Regions from separate parts of the Anas platyrhynchos genome. Here region 2 is linked to region 1. The links are chromatin contacts, called in public Hi-C maps. All regions are on one chromosome and are shown on one strand. Each heading gives the region's core, a stretch centred on a gene start, on an enhancer-like site or on the middle of the called end of the contact. The rest is flanking DNA. Distances are from core to core; before and after follow the strand shown.

What was found. A called contact is a pair of places that touch in the nucleus more often than the background predicts.
Region 2: a Hi-C map of subcutaneous adipose tissue shows a contact between it and region 1, with 4 times the contacts expected there. The contact joins two enhancer-like sites. A contact is called at or near these places in 2 of 8 Hi-C or Micro-C datasets (liver and subcutaneous adipose tissue).

Annotation. Positions count from the first base shown.
Region 1 is chr12:19,162,458-19,168,596 of IASCAAS_PekinDuck_T2T, reverse strand. It overlaps SHCBP1 (SHC binding and spindle associated 1), which reads right to left. Exons shown (of 13, transcript XM_072043811.1): 7 at 6,004-6,139; 8 at 4,436-4,556; 9 at 1,297-1,428; 10 at 240-358. Among named protein-coding and RNA genes, the nearest start is that of SHCBP1, 8.8 kb to the right of the region's middle. Within about 2 kb of position 2,911, at least 1 of the 8 cell types and tissues checked has an H3K27ac peak or open chromatin away from gene starts, as enhancers often do.
Region 2 is chr12:19,747,950-19,754,088 of IASCAAS_PekinDuck_T2T, reverse strand. No RefSeq gene overlaps it. Among named protein-coding and RNA genes, the nearest start is that of POP4, 5.9 kb to the left of the region's middle. Within about 2 kb of position 3,283, at least 1 of the 8 cell types and tissues checked has an H3K27ac peak or open chromatin away from gene starts, as enhancers often do.

The sequences.
Region 1 (6,139 bases), core at 1,662-4,161:
ACTGGATCATTTTCGTATCATCACATACAAATCAACATAAGATACTTCACTAGATACTATTGAAGGCCACAAGACCACTGTAAACAATTTCTTAAACCTATTAACACAAAGCTGTCCAAGACACTTTTTAAAGGTACTCTTAAGAGTGACAGAAACCACCCCTTTACTGAAGTATTATTTCAAACCAGAACCCTTTATTTTAATTTAGGAAATAGCCAGAGTTAAGAATTCATTTGTACCTTGGCACCATACAGATCTGAGTTTTTCATTAACAGCTCAGCTGATGTTCGCACTGTTATGCCTGTAGTTTCACATTGTAACACACAATTCTCCAGAGTAGTTTTCCCCTGATGGACACCTATACACAGACAACAAATATTGTTAAATGAATCGGTTACGCAAAGGCAAATCCCTCCTACAGGTACATGGACTTGTAGTGTTTTCTACAGTGTGAGAAAATGATCATTTTAATCATACGTTATGTTAATTTTATTGATTTGCCCATGCGTAGTTGGAACTCACACTGTTTTTCCTAATATCAGCAGAAAAACTGTAAGGGAACCCTAGTCAAAGATTTGTCTTAGAAGTGTTTTAGTTTTGGGTGGTTTTGTTTGTTTGTTTGAAAGTGACAACGATTCTTTTTTCTATACGCCTAAGAATCCTCTGAATTAATAATATATTAAATACAAATATATGGGTATTAATAAACATTTTTAAACATTTAAAAACAAATAAATGTCTGTCAAGGCAAAGTATTAATTAGCACCTTCTGAAAAGACAGAAGGTCATGGCCAAACTCACTGGATAAAACTTGGGATTATTTGAATGGCAGTTCAAATGTGTTTTTAGTAAACAAAGGCCTATACTATTTCTAAAGTCTATGCCATTCCTCAATGGAGAGCTGGTTGGGTTCAGCTACAGGTGAATACTGTCATGGGAGCTCTTTTGTGGAAAGAGAAATTATTTCCTTTTCCAGGCAGCCTGGCAGAGGCTCTGCAGTGGTCAGTCAGGCTGCCATAACAGCCGAAACATTAAGACAAATTATCTTATCCAAAAATAAGAATAAAGCCTAAGAGCCACAACAACCTGAAAGTACAAACAACAGAAGTTATTTTGATGTCCACATTATAAGCAAGTGGGAAAGAAACAAAAAGGAAGCCTTAACATTTACATCTGTAGGATTCTTTCCTACAGTATTTTGTTAAAACCAGTAAATTGTAAGAGTGGATCCCTGACTTAATTTTAATAGAAAATTATAAAAGATTCACGAAAAGTTCAAGATACTTTTACACTTACTTAAAATCCCTTCCACAGCGTCATGTTGTATTAACTTCAAATTGGAGATCTTTATGTTGGCTCCTGTACAGTCAACAAAGTTGTCTCCTTTCCCTTGCTTTTCTATCACAATATCATCTGGCAGGCCATAGCCTGAAAGCAGAGGTGAAAGACACAAGTTTGTTGAGTAACTGGTAATCAGATGCTCGGTACCTAAGCAGACATTCAGATGAGGTAAGAGAGGGTTGGAACTCGAGATATCCTTGACTATCTTGAACAGGATTTTTCCCCCAGTGGCCATGGCACACCTTACATGTACATCTCCTGTATACCAAGACCCAGGTGCTCAAAAAACTCCACCACCAACAAAAAACAACCAAACTCAAAAGTTCCCTTCCTTGAATGACAGACACATAATATAATAAAATACGGTTATTTTAGCCAATTAAACAAAGGGCTAACACTTGCTGAGGGCAAAGTTCTTATTCCCCAGACTGCACCATGGTATGGAGGTGCAGTAACCACAGCCACAATGGGCACCCGCAGCCTGCTTCCAGTACGGCAGCTCACTGCAGCAGGCAGAGGCTCCAAATAGCACAGGGAGCAGGGAGAAGCAGTCCCCATCAGAAAGCAAGGAAACAAGTGCAAAGGACTCCCCATTGTTACTAAACTTAACTCAGCTTCTCTATTTAGAGAAGCCTGGGTCAATACTTGACATTCCAGTGTTACAGGGACTTCCAGATTAATTCAGATTAAAAAGGAAACTTTCAAAAGCATATGCCAGCATTGATTTACTAAAGCCATCCACACTTGTCAGCGTTCAACCACTTACAGGGCAATTTATGAGCATGTAAAGCTTTTACTGCTTGTCACTGCCAAGAATCATGATAAGGAAAGCAATAATGCAGCATCTATTAGAGCAGCATGAGTCCTATCATTTTCTGAACACACACACAGAAGCTTAGATAAGAAGTGCCTGAACGGGATGCTAGCTTTTAACCAAGTACATAAATAAATACTCTAATGTGCAAGTAGAAAGGTTAAAAAAAAAAAAAAAAAAGAGCCTTTGAACAAGAGTTGGGAGAAAGTTTTAAAGACAGCAGATTTAATGTAGTTGAGTGACTGACACTTAAGTACACTATACTACCCAGGAATCTTTTTCCAGTGCTGCTAGGGAGGAGGTGGCAGGGAGCAGTTTACTTCCAGTATGTAAAGAGCATTGTGGGACCATAAATAGCAGATCCAGTCTAACTACACAACAGTGGAAAAAGCTTTAGGAATAATTGTCCTACGAGTACCTACAGATTTTCTAACAAAGCTTTTAATTTGCTTCACTTCTGAAGCAGCAGCTCTAGCAGTAAAGGAAGCTGTTGACAAGGAACAGAGAAGGAATGATTCACCTGATATCAAATAGTAGTCAATACCCAGCCAGGTCAGGGCCGTATGCCCTGCCTGTAAGTTAAGGGACTCCCCAGGAGCTACAGGCAATTGTCATCCAGTAACACTGATCATGGGTTTTGGATGGGTTGATACTACAGGTTCCTTTCCAGCTTAAACTATTAAACAAGGTGGAGCAAAGTTCTTCAGTACCTTTGCTACATTTTTTTGTCAAGTGCTAAAGCTATCCTGACTAGGGCTTCCTGCATCTGTTACTGCTTTAACTTTACTTAGTTCTTGTAAGTCTTTGTTTATCCCTGACTTACTAATCCTCGTACTTTCAACCTTAGTACTGGCTTGCACAGTGACTGGAAAAGAAATAAAATCTCTACTAAGCAAAACAACATTATTTCTTTGATGAGTCACCCTTTCATCCCAAAAAAAGCCACCAAAACATCCAACTATTCAGATTAGCGCCAGCAGAATTTTTCTTGATGCTCTTACTTCAAATGTTTTCAGCTGCTATTGCTGCCATAAAAACTTCTAACAGAAGTCCATATAAGAAGATTAAACACCCTGACATATTCATTACCCAGAGAGTGGTTTGTACTAAAGATACAGTTATATGCCTTGCTCCTTAAAATAGAGTAGCTCATCCTTTAATAGGTGTGCTATTTCACCATTTGCATTCCCGTTTCCTCAAAACTACAAAAGAAGTTGTCCCCTCACAATTTTAGAACAATGCCATTTTGAAGACAAATAAAACAATTTGAGCTCCTTTATCCTGCAGGTGCATTGTCCATCAGCATTCATTTCTATGCAAACCAAGCACACACAAGAGAAGGGCAAGAAAGAAAACGATACTCATAAAATAAGGACAAGAAAAATACAATCCAGAACAGCAGGAAATTAAACTCCCAGCCTTCCCCATTATGCAGCTTTGACAAGATAAGAAATGCAGCTGAAGAAGCATCTGAACAGCTGCACAAGCCCCAGTGATACACAGACCATTACACTGCAACAGCATGCATACCTAAAGGAGAGACATTATGCTGAGGAAACAAGAATTGTGAGGAAGAGAAAGCAACATATCCTAGGCAAGATAAAAGTATTTCAAACAAATATTTTGAGAGAAAAACAGACATATATGCTGCATCCACTTCTACAGCATAAAAGGGCATATTAAGCCAATAGCACTCTCTGTATATGTGCTTCACATAATGCACAGATCCACATCAGTAGCCCCCACACACATAGCTGACATGCAACAAATGTCATAAACTAAGTTTGAATAGCACTTGGCTCTTTCTCTGTATTTACCAGTTCTACCCTGACAGTGAGTCTGACTATGCCTCTGAGGCAGATCAAGACAAGCAAAGGAAAACAAGGACCTCTCCCAAATACTTTAGAAACTGAGACCTCTCCAGAATGATTTTAGTGTTTATTAAATTAAAAATCAACACACTTGTGTTGCTGTCGGATCCCCTCTAGTATTTATATAACCAGGATCTATCCAGGCAAATAGTTAGGAGGAAATAGTGAGTTTGCCATTAATCAGCAAAAGTTAAAACTTATTTGCAGAAATGATCATGGGTAATGAAACGGCTTACTCCTTCCTGAAATAGACACAGCTCCGCGAGCAGAAATAGGAACAGTTCAAAGAAAAAAAAAATAAATGCTCCAGCCAAACTCTGCAAAAATATAACAAACCTCTAAGCAGAGCTAAGTTAAAGACACGTTATTTACTTTATTTTAAGGACCATTATTCTAGCAAGTCCCCTACCTTCTAATTCAACAGAATCAGCAATGCAGAACACGCCATCTACGACATAATGACCAGGACAGATGATGACTGTGTCTCCTTCGTAACAAGCACTTACAGCTGCCAGTGGATCATTGTGAAACTGTAAGAGAAAAAACAATATAATCAGCTCCTAAAAAATGCTATAAAATGGATGCATTTATGCCCTAAAAGCTTGTTCTTCAATTAAGTGTTGCTGCTTTTGCTTAAAAGAAGCCCTTTTTAATGGAACCAATAATATGCAATTTCTACTTTGAATTCAAGAATCATAGCACTCTCTGGAAAAAAAAAAGCCTCAAAGCATTCCTTTGTGTTATGTCCATCCCCCCATGAGAAAAATGGGGCAGTGGCAGATTGAAGAACATATGCAGCAGAAAGCAGACCTCGATATGGCCTGGATTCCAGGCCAACATTTGAATTCTGCTTCAAGTGACTTGTATAAATTACTAAAGACATGACAGAAGAAAAAGAAAATAAACCACAGGCAACTCAGCTATTAGATTTGAGCTTGGCCAAACACCACTGTAACTCCTCACTCCTGGAACACGTCACTCCAAAACAGCATTTAGCCATTACAATGGCAAATACAGGGTCCACATGGCACTTTTTCTTGGGGACAAAAAAAAAAAAAAAAAAAAAAAAAAAGTGAATCAATGCCTAAAGAACACAGGTTAATGTCCTTCTCAAGTATTGCCATTCTGTACTGAAGGGTAAAAAATAGTACAGAAAAATTGCACATTTATTGCTTTCCAGTAAATTCCATGGTAAGCACTGTATGAGAATTTTTCAGTTGCTGAGAAAAATCAGATTTATCACCCAAGAGTTAATTCAAGAGTTTCACTTTGGGTCTGTTTTGCCCACCTGCAATTCACAAACATGACCAGAATACAGCAAGCAATTTTGTTTACGCCCAAGGATTCATAAGAATCATAATATATCTCAAGTCGGAATGGACCCACAAGGATCATAGAGTCAAACTCCTGGGTCTCCAAAGGACCACCCCAAAAAATAAAAATAAAAAAAATCCAACCATGCTTCTAAGAGCATGGTCCAACTACAGTTCCAGACTATTCTTAAACACTTAAGTGCTAAGTCCTAGCTGAATTTAATTAAGTATATTTGTTCTTAGTAAGTAAATAAATTCCCTACACAGAAGCAGAGCAACAGAACATTTCATTCTTGAAACCCGATCTCATTATTAATAACATCAAAAGAAATGGGTATCTCAAAATATAAGTATTACACCTTAGCACATTTTATTATGGAATTACTACAGAAGGCTTGTTTCCCCCCTTCCCCCCTCACTGCTCCTATGAAGTACTCAGCAGACAAATTAGGATAAATTATTGACAACTTATCATTACATACTTATCATTACAACTTATCATAAACATATCATTTATTGTTTAAAGAGCTCTTTTTAGACTGGCAAAAAAAAAAAAAGCACCGTGCAAATGCAATATCTTCCAAATGACAAATTAACTTATCCTTCCATGTGGTTTCTTGAGGAGAAAAGAGTAACGGCAAACAGACCATTGCTGTTACTTTACCTGTATTTCTAGTTCTTCGCCACAAGATTCAGGGCAAAGTTTGTCCCTTATCAATGACTGCAGCAGACCTGCCATCATGGTGGAAGACACAACATGAGTGATCTTGGTTCCTGTTGGCCTCTGTCCTTTAGCTTGG
Region 2 (6,139 bases), core at 2,034-4,533, 590 kb before region 1:
ATTTCGTGGCACTGTAGGTTTACTAGGGGGGAGTTTGTAATGTTTATGTGTGGAAGCCCAAACTCTTGCATTATTGATTTATTTGATGAATTTCAGACGGCTGGGTTTGGTTTAAGAGTGTGATCTTGTGATATACCTCCTGGTCCCACAAATGTTCCTTTTCAATGTGTTTTTCAGTAAGTTTTCTGCTTTATCAGTTTGTCTAACTCATTGATTAGGATGAGATATGTCCCCCCGATGCGGTAAACTATTCACGCTGACTGAAGGGTCATTATTACCCTAAAATCCCAGCTCCTTGTCCTCTCAAATTGCAGATGTCACTTATGCGTGAATAAGAAAGTCTGGCCTTGCTGTGCATGAAAAAATACAATTCAAATATATATTAATGGGGCAGAAATCTGGGGGACATACAATAACCCCCAAATTCTGGGGGGGTTTCAAAGCTTTTAATGATTTAAAAAGCTGGGCTTTAAAACACAGGCAAGGAAAGGAGCCAGCTCTTCTGGAGTCGCAGTTGCTGCTTGCCTCACCAGGGGGCAGCGCAGGACAAGGATTGGTGAGCCTGCCTCGGCGGTCTGCGTTGGGGCATCTCTTGCTGCAATCCAACTAGCGGTTTGAAGTTTAAAAATAAATAAATAAAATTAAATATTGGTTCATCTTTTGGACGAAGTTTACCAGTTTGCATCTTCTTTTAGCATACAGGGTTCGAGGTCTCACATACCCCAACTTCTTTTACATTATAGTAGATTTATCTGTGGAAGGAGGACTTTGAAGGAATTCAATATCACCATAAGTAAAGGAAGTGATTTTTTTTTTTTTTTTAAACACCAACGTATTTTTAACATCAAAATAACTAGCTATATCCTTCATAAAACATATATAAAGAATGAGTGAAACTAGAATACCTGGGGATAGCTACTGCAGAAACATCATTGCCCAGCCTCATACAATGCTAAAAAGTCACCACTTGCTCCCCAAAACAATAATGAAGAGTCAGTAAGCTGAGGTTTTGGCAACTGATATTTGGTTTCCCTGCGTGCTGAGATCACGCATGGTTCAAACACATCAGTATGATGGACACCGCTGTACACCTGAACAGCTTGTAGTTACTAATTAACAGCAGCGTTCTGCACCCATGCATTAATCTGTTACAGTCTGTCTTAGAGGCATTATTTTTCTTGTTTCTTGGGTTTCATCATTTAATATTTTAAAGCATAGTGAACATTGGCCTACATTGAGATAGGGTTGTATGATGCAAAATGGGTATTAAATAAAAATGATAAACTATAACATAGTAATAGTTGCTGGAGTTATAGCAGATTGAACTGTTTAATGTGGCATTTTGTTTGATTTTGGTTAAACTATATTAAATTAACATAATTAAAAAGAATACAAATAAAAAGGTTTCAAGCATCAAAAAGATCTATTATGCTGGATGTTTCATCCAAGAAAAATGAAGACTTTTTTCCTAAGAAATGGTTGTCCAGTTCTGGAAGCCTGTTTGATACGGTTTGGTTGGGTCAACTTTGCAGTGCACCACTGGGGTACAAGTTTTGGCCATACCTGTGTCCCTGCAGACAATGACACCATTTGTAGAGTGCGAGAGAGACCTGCTAACCTGAAGAGCGTGGAGTGAGCCATCCGGTTCGATAACACACGTTGGCTTGTGCTATCCTTGTCTAAGAGGTGCATTTCTAAGGCCACACTGATGAAGGTGTCAAGTGCTGAGTCACCGCCTGGCTTTAGGTCCCCCCAGTTTGACTGTGTCTCGCGGTGTGCCCGTGCACGCTGAGCCCTGCCTGTTTTACCTGTGTGTCTCCAGGTAGTGAGAAAAGTATGCCCAGAGAAAAGTATTTGACTGTTGAAACTGGGCTGAACAAGATTAACAGATTGATGGCCACTGCAGGCAAGAGCTTTATGAGGGGTGGTCAGGGTGGCAGCTGCTAGCATGGCCCTAATAGGGGGACTTTGGTCTTGCGATATGCAATCTGACTTCTTCCGAACTGCAGCTGTGGGATGGGGCTGTGAGGGGTTAATGCTGCTGTACTGCTTTGGTAACTGAAGAAAAACCAGAAACCTCCGTTTGTTTGAGTTCAGTGCTTTAGTAAGTACCTTTAAAGAAAATACCACCTCATGCAACAGAAAATATTTTGTCCATCTCTTCAGCACAAATCTGATAAACCATGGAGAGAGGCAGGTGTCCAAGGAGATAAAAGTAATAAATGTGGCTGCGGTTCAGGAGCGAGCTAGCCTGTCAGGCTGTTAATTAAATGGCGTTCCGGCTCAGAAATACTAGCAGCTAATAGATATACATGGCAATGCCAATTCATTTACCTCATCAGTGCATGTTAATTTTAGCATGAGCTTAACTTACACATTTTGCAGTGGGTCAAAATGGCAGTGGATGTGTGTGTGGGGACTTTCACCCTATAGTGATTATTTCAGGAGGTAGAGACTATTAAGCACTTTATACTTCTTAAAAACAGAACAGCGGGTGAGAATGGGTGAGAGAACATTTTTAATTTAGGCAGATCCTCTAAACAGAATAAACTAATCACAGACTTAGAACTGAGCTGAGCCATATTTGCAGCCAGCTGCCAGGGGATCCTTTCTTTGCCACAGCTCAGCAAGTGCAGAGCCCTAGTTAGCAAATAGTTTGAGCTTGAGTCACGCCTACGTTAGTGTAGTTCTAAAAGGATTTCTAAGAGTTACATTAGTGTGAAATTAGGACTGCTGCAATGGCAAATCGCACCTACAGGAAAAATAGCTGCTATTTGCGACTGCTCTGAGACCAAGGCTGCTTTGGTAGCTGCACAGAGAAGGTGCAGTAAAGGACTGCCTTGTGTGTAAAACTGCACTTGTATTCAGTGACAGGATTTTGTGTGCTGTCTGGCCTTTTAATGCTGATGATTGAGTCTTTGTTCAGGCCCACATCAGCTCTGGCCATTTGGCACTTACTGGTGACAGAGCTGCCCAGCTCCTTCTGGTTTGTGGTGGTGGTTTTTGTTCCTTTTCTGGAAGAAAACCAATTCCGGGGCCGGCCAGCAATCAGTGCGGGGGAGATGTCCACCTGACGTGGCAGGCAGCAAGGAGGCCGTGACCCCACTACGTGTGTGCATGTGATGTGTGTGCCTGTGTGCTACAGTCTCTCGCTAAGACCATGGGTGACCCTTGTGTCCAGTTGCAACCAAATTTGTCACCGACATCAAACTCATGTAACATCCCTGCAGCTGCCGTGAGCACAGCCGCCTGCATCAGCAGCTGGGTGTGCTGCTCACATGGTGTTCTCTGTCCTGTGAGTCCTGAGTCACAAGGGCCTGCTGCCACTGGCAGCGCGGAGAGGTTCTGCTGTGTGCGTGGGGCTTGTAAAAATGAGGCTGCTATTTACACTTCCAAGTGTGGCAATAAGGGCATGACTAAAGGTGTTTCACCTCTGAAACACACGCTGCAGCACAGCAGGCTTCTTTCTGGAAAAAAAATCTGATCTGTAAAAGTATCGACATTGAGGCAACGGAAGGCAACACGGATACTTCTGTCTTTGAGGAGGAATACTCTCTTGCCCTTCAGCATGATTATAGCCCATTTACCAACACTTCTTGAATTTCAGACCTATTTTGGAGCAGTCACAAGCAAGAAATGTTTCTTTTCAGAGCCTGAAGCAGTCAGTCCAAGGGTAAAGTTTATTTAACAAAAAGAATAGTTCCAGCTGAATTCACATTGTGAAATTACAGGTCCATTTAAAGCAAAATAAAAACAGTGGCAGGTTAGGGTCAGGAAGGAGGATAATGACATCGCTGCAAAGTGCATCCAACAATGGTCTTGAAAATTTTAAGTTTCTTTAGGACGCTTTTCTTTTCTTTGTATAATTATGGAAAAGAATAGAACTAAAATAAATGTACTAGATGCTGAAAGCAAGCTTCAGGCTTGCTCAGACATACGAATTCCAAGTGGAGACGTTATAAATGATGTCTCAAATGCTGACTGATTTCAGAGCTGTGGGCTCTTTCCTTCGTGTCATGGACGAGGAGGGAGGTTTGTGACCTGGCTGTCCAGCCGTGCCCTCCCAAGACTCGGCCTCCCTGCAGGGCTGGCCATGGCAGCAACCCCAGGAGGGGGCGAGCCCTGGGAGGGCTGGCCCGGGCTGCACCTTCCTTGCTTTGCAGCTAGAAGTCACCTCAATCCCTTTTGTTCCAGAGTGCAGCTTGTCACAAAGCATATATTATTTTTTTTAATGGGAAAGAGGGTTGCTGCTAGCTTTCATAGCAATACCTATGCTCATAATATAGTTTGCTCTTGCCACCATTGCTGAAGAGGCTGGCTTCTGCTTTGTCTTGCAGGCACTGTGGTAGTATCCTTCTGCCCCTGCTCTGAGGGGACCCCGTTGGTATTACAGCGATGAAGAAAGTGAGCAAGAAACAAACCTGGGAATATTTTGCAAGTTCTGCCAGTATCACTCCTGTGTGTTTGCCTGTAAGGACTGTAAGAGACATGAAGCAGTCAGGAGAGGCTGTACCATTGCAGGAGGGGTTCCCGTGTCAGGCAGATCATCATCATTAAGCCATCCCTATGGCCTGGGTAGCTACCTACAGCCCTTTAAGATTACTGAAGACACTTGCAAGGGGTTTAAGAGGTTTTGGAGCATGCCTTAGTGTATCTCTGTCTTGACACTACTGAATCCTGGTAAGCCCTTTGTTAACCTTGGCAGAGAGTTGTGAAACCTCCTCTATGAAACAGAGGTCACGTTTATACCCATCCTTTTCTTATAAGTTAACAACAACAACAAAAGATGCAAATAATGGTTTTGCACATTGTCTGTCATGTAAAAATACCAAGCTCCACAGCTGGTCTCCATTTGCTGGCCACAGACATGTAGGGTCAGGTTTGGGGGGTAGAAGAGACAGGGATGCTTAAGTTGCAAGTGAGGATACACTAACTGAAAATTACAGCTCAAATTCTGCTCCGGTTTGGGAAGACCGAGACATTTTTCTACTTTGAACTGGGGCAACCAACCAACCAACTGGTCTGAGCCTTTTTTTTTTTTTTTTTTCCCTGAGCTTTGGAGGAAGTGTTTATGCCAGCTGTGAGCACACCTTCAGACACAGAACAGCACTTGCTGCAGCTTCACTTCGAGGTCTTGGTGCTGTCAAGGGCTGAGAGTTTAAAACTAGCTGAGCCTCCCACGTGGCAACATGATTTACTAAACCACTAAGATATTGGGTCAGCTTTGTAAATCATTTTAATTATTGCACTAAACAGGTTGTGGAGATGGATCAATAGAAAATATGACATTTAGGCTCACAATGCTGTGCATTCATTATGGGAGAGAAATTATATTAACTGATTTAGGAGCTAATAATAACTGAAAATAACAATTTAATGGAAGCCTTCCAATCCTGCACTTTGAAGCAGGATACTGCTGTACACAGTCTACCCATTTTAATCTCAGTCAAGTATACATAGCAATTTTTTTGACTCTCAGAAATGTCAGTCAAGTGCAAGTAACTTACCGAATTTCAGCATCCCATATATTACATTATAATAAAACAAAATCAAAGAAACTGTCAACAACCATTTTACATACAGGCAGGGTCACATAAACAAGGGACATGAAAAATGAGAAAATGCATCACACTATAATAATGTGGAAGTCTTGCACACTGGGGCTATTTTCCACTTGCAATTAGTATTTCCATGACCACAGTTGTACTGCTGGGCTTAAAAGGTGTTTACTTCTTTCTAAGGTGGTGAGTTTTGGTCTCAAATATCTGAGTACTAAATATATGGTACGGTATATCTATATATATACCATATGGTATATGGTGTATATATATATATAGAGAGAGAGAGAGAGAAACTAATCTCTCCTGTGCAGTGAATGCCAGGTGCTACCATTCAGTAGCAACTGCCAGCATTGTCTTATTGCAATTATTTCACAGTGGCTAAACTAAATTTGGTTCACTGTGACATGTTTTTTCCTCAATACATGTACAACCTGTGCTGTTAAAATATTTTCTTTTGAAATAAACCGTACGTTGTGACTAATTAATGCCTAACAGCCATTGACTAACTATACTGAACCAAGCAGGCATGACTGGGGACAGAATTTAAGCTGCGATCAGGTACTGCACCTCTGTCACCT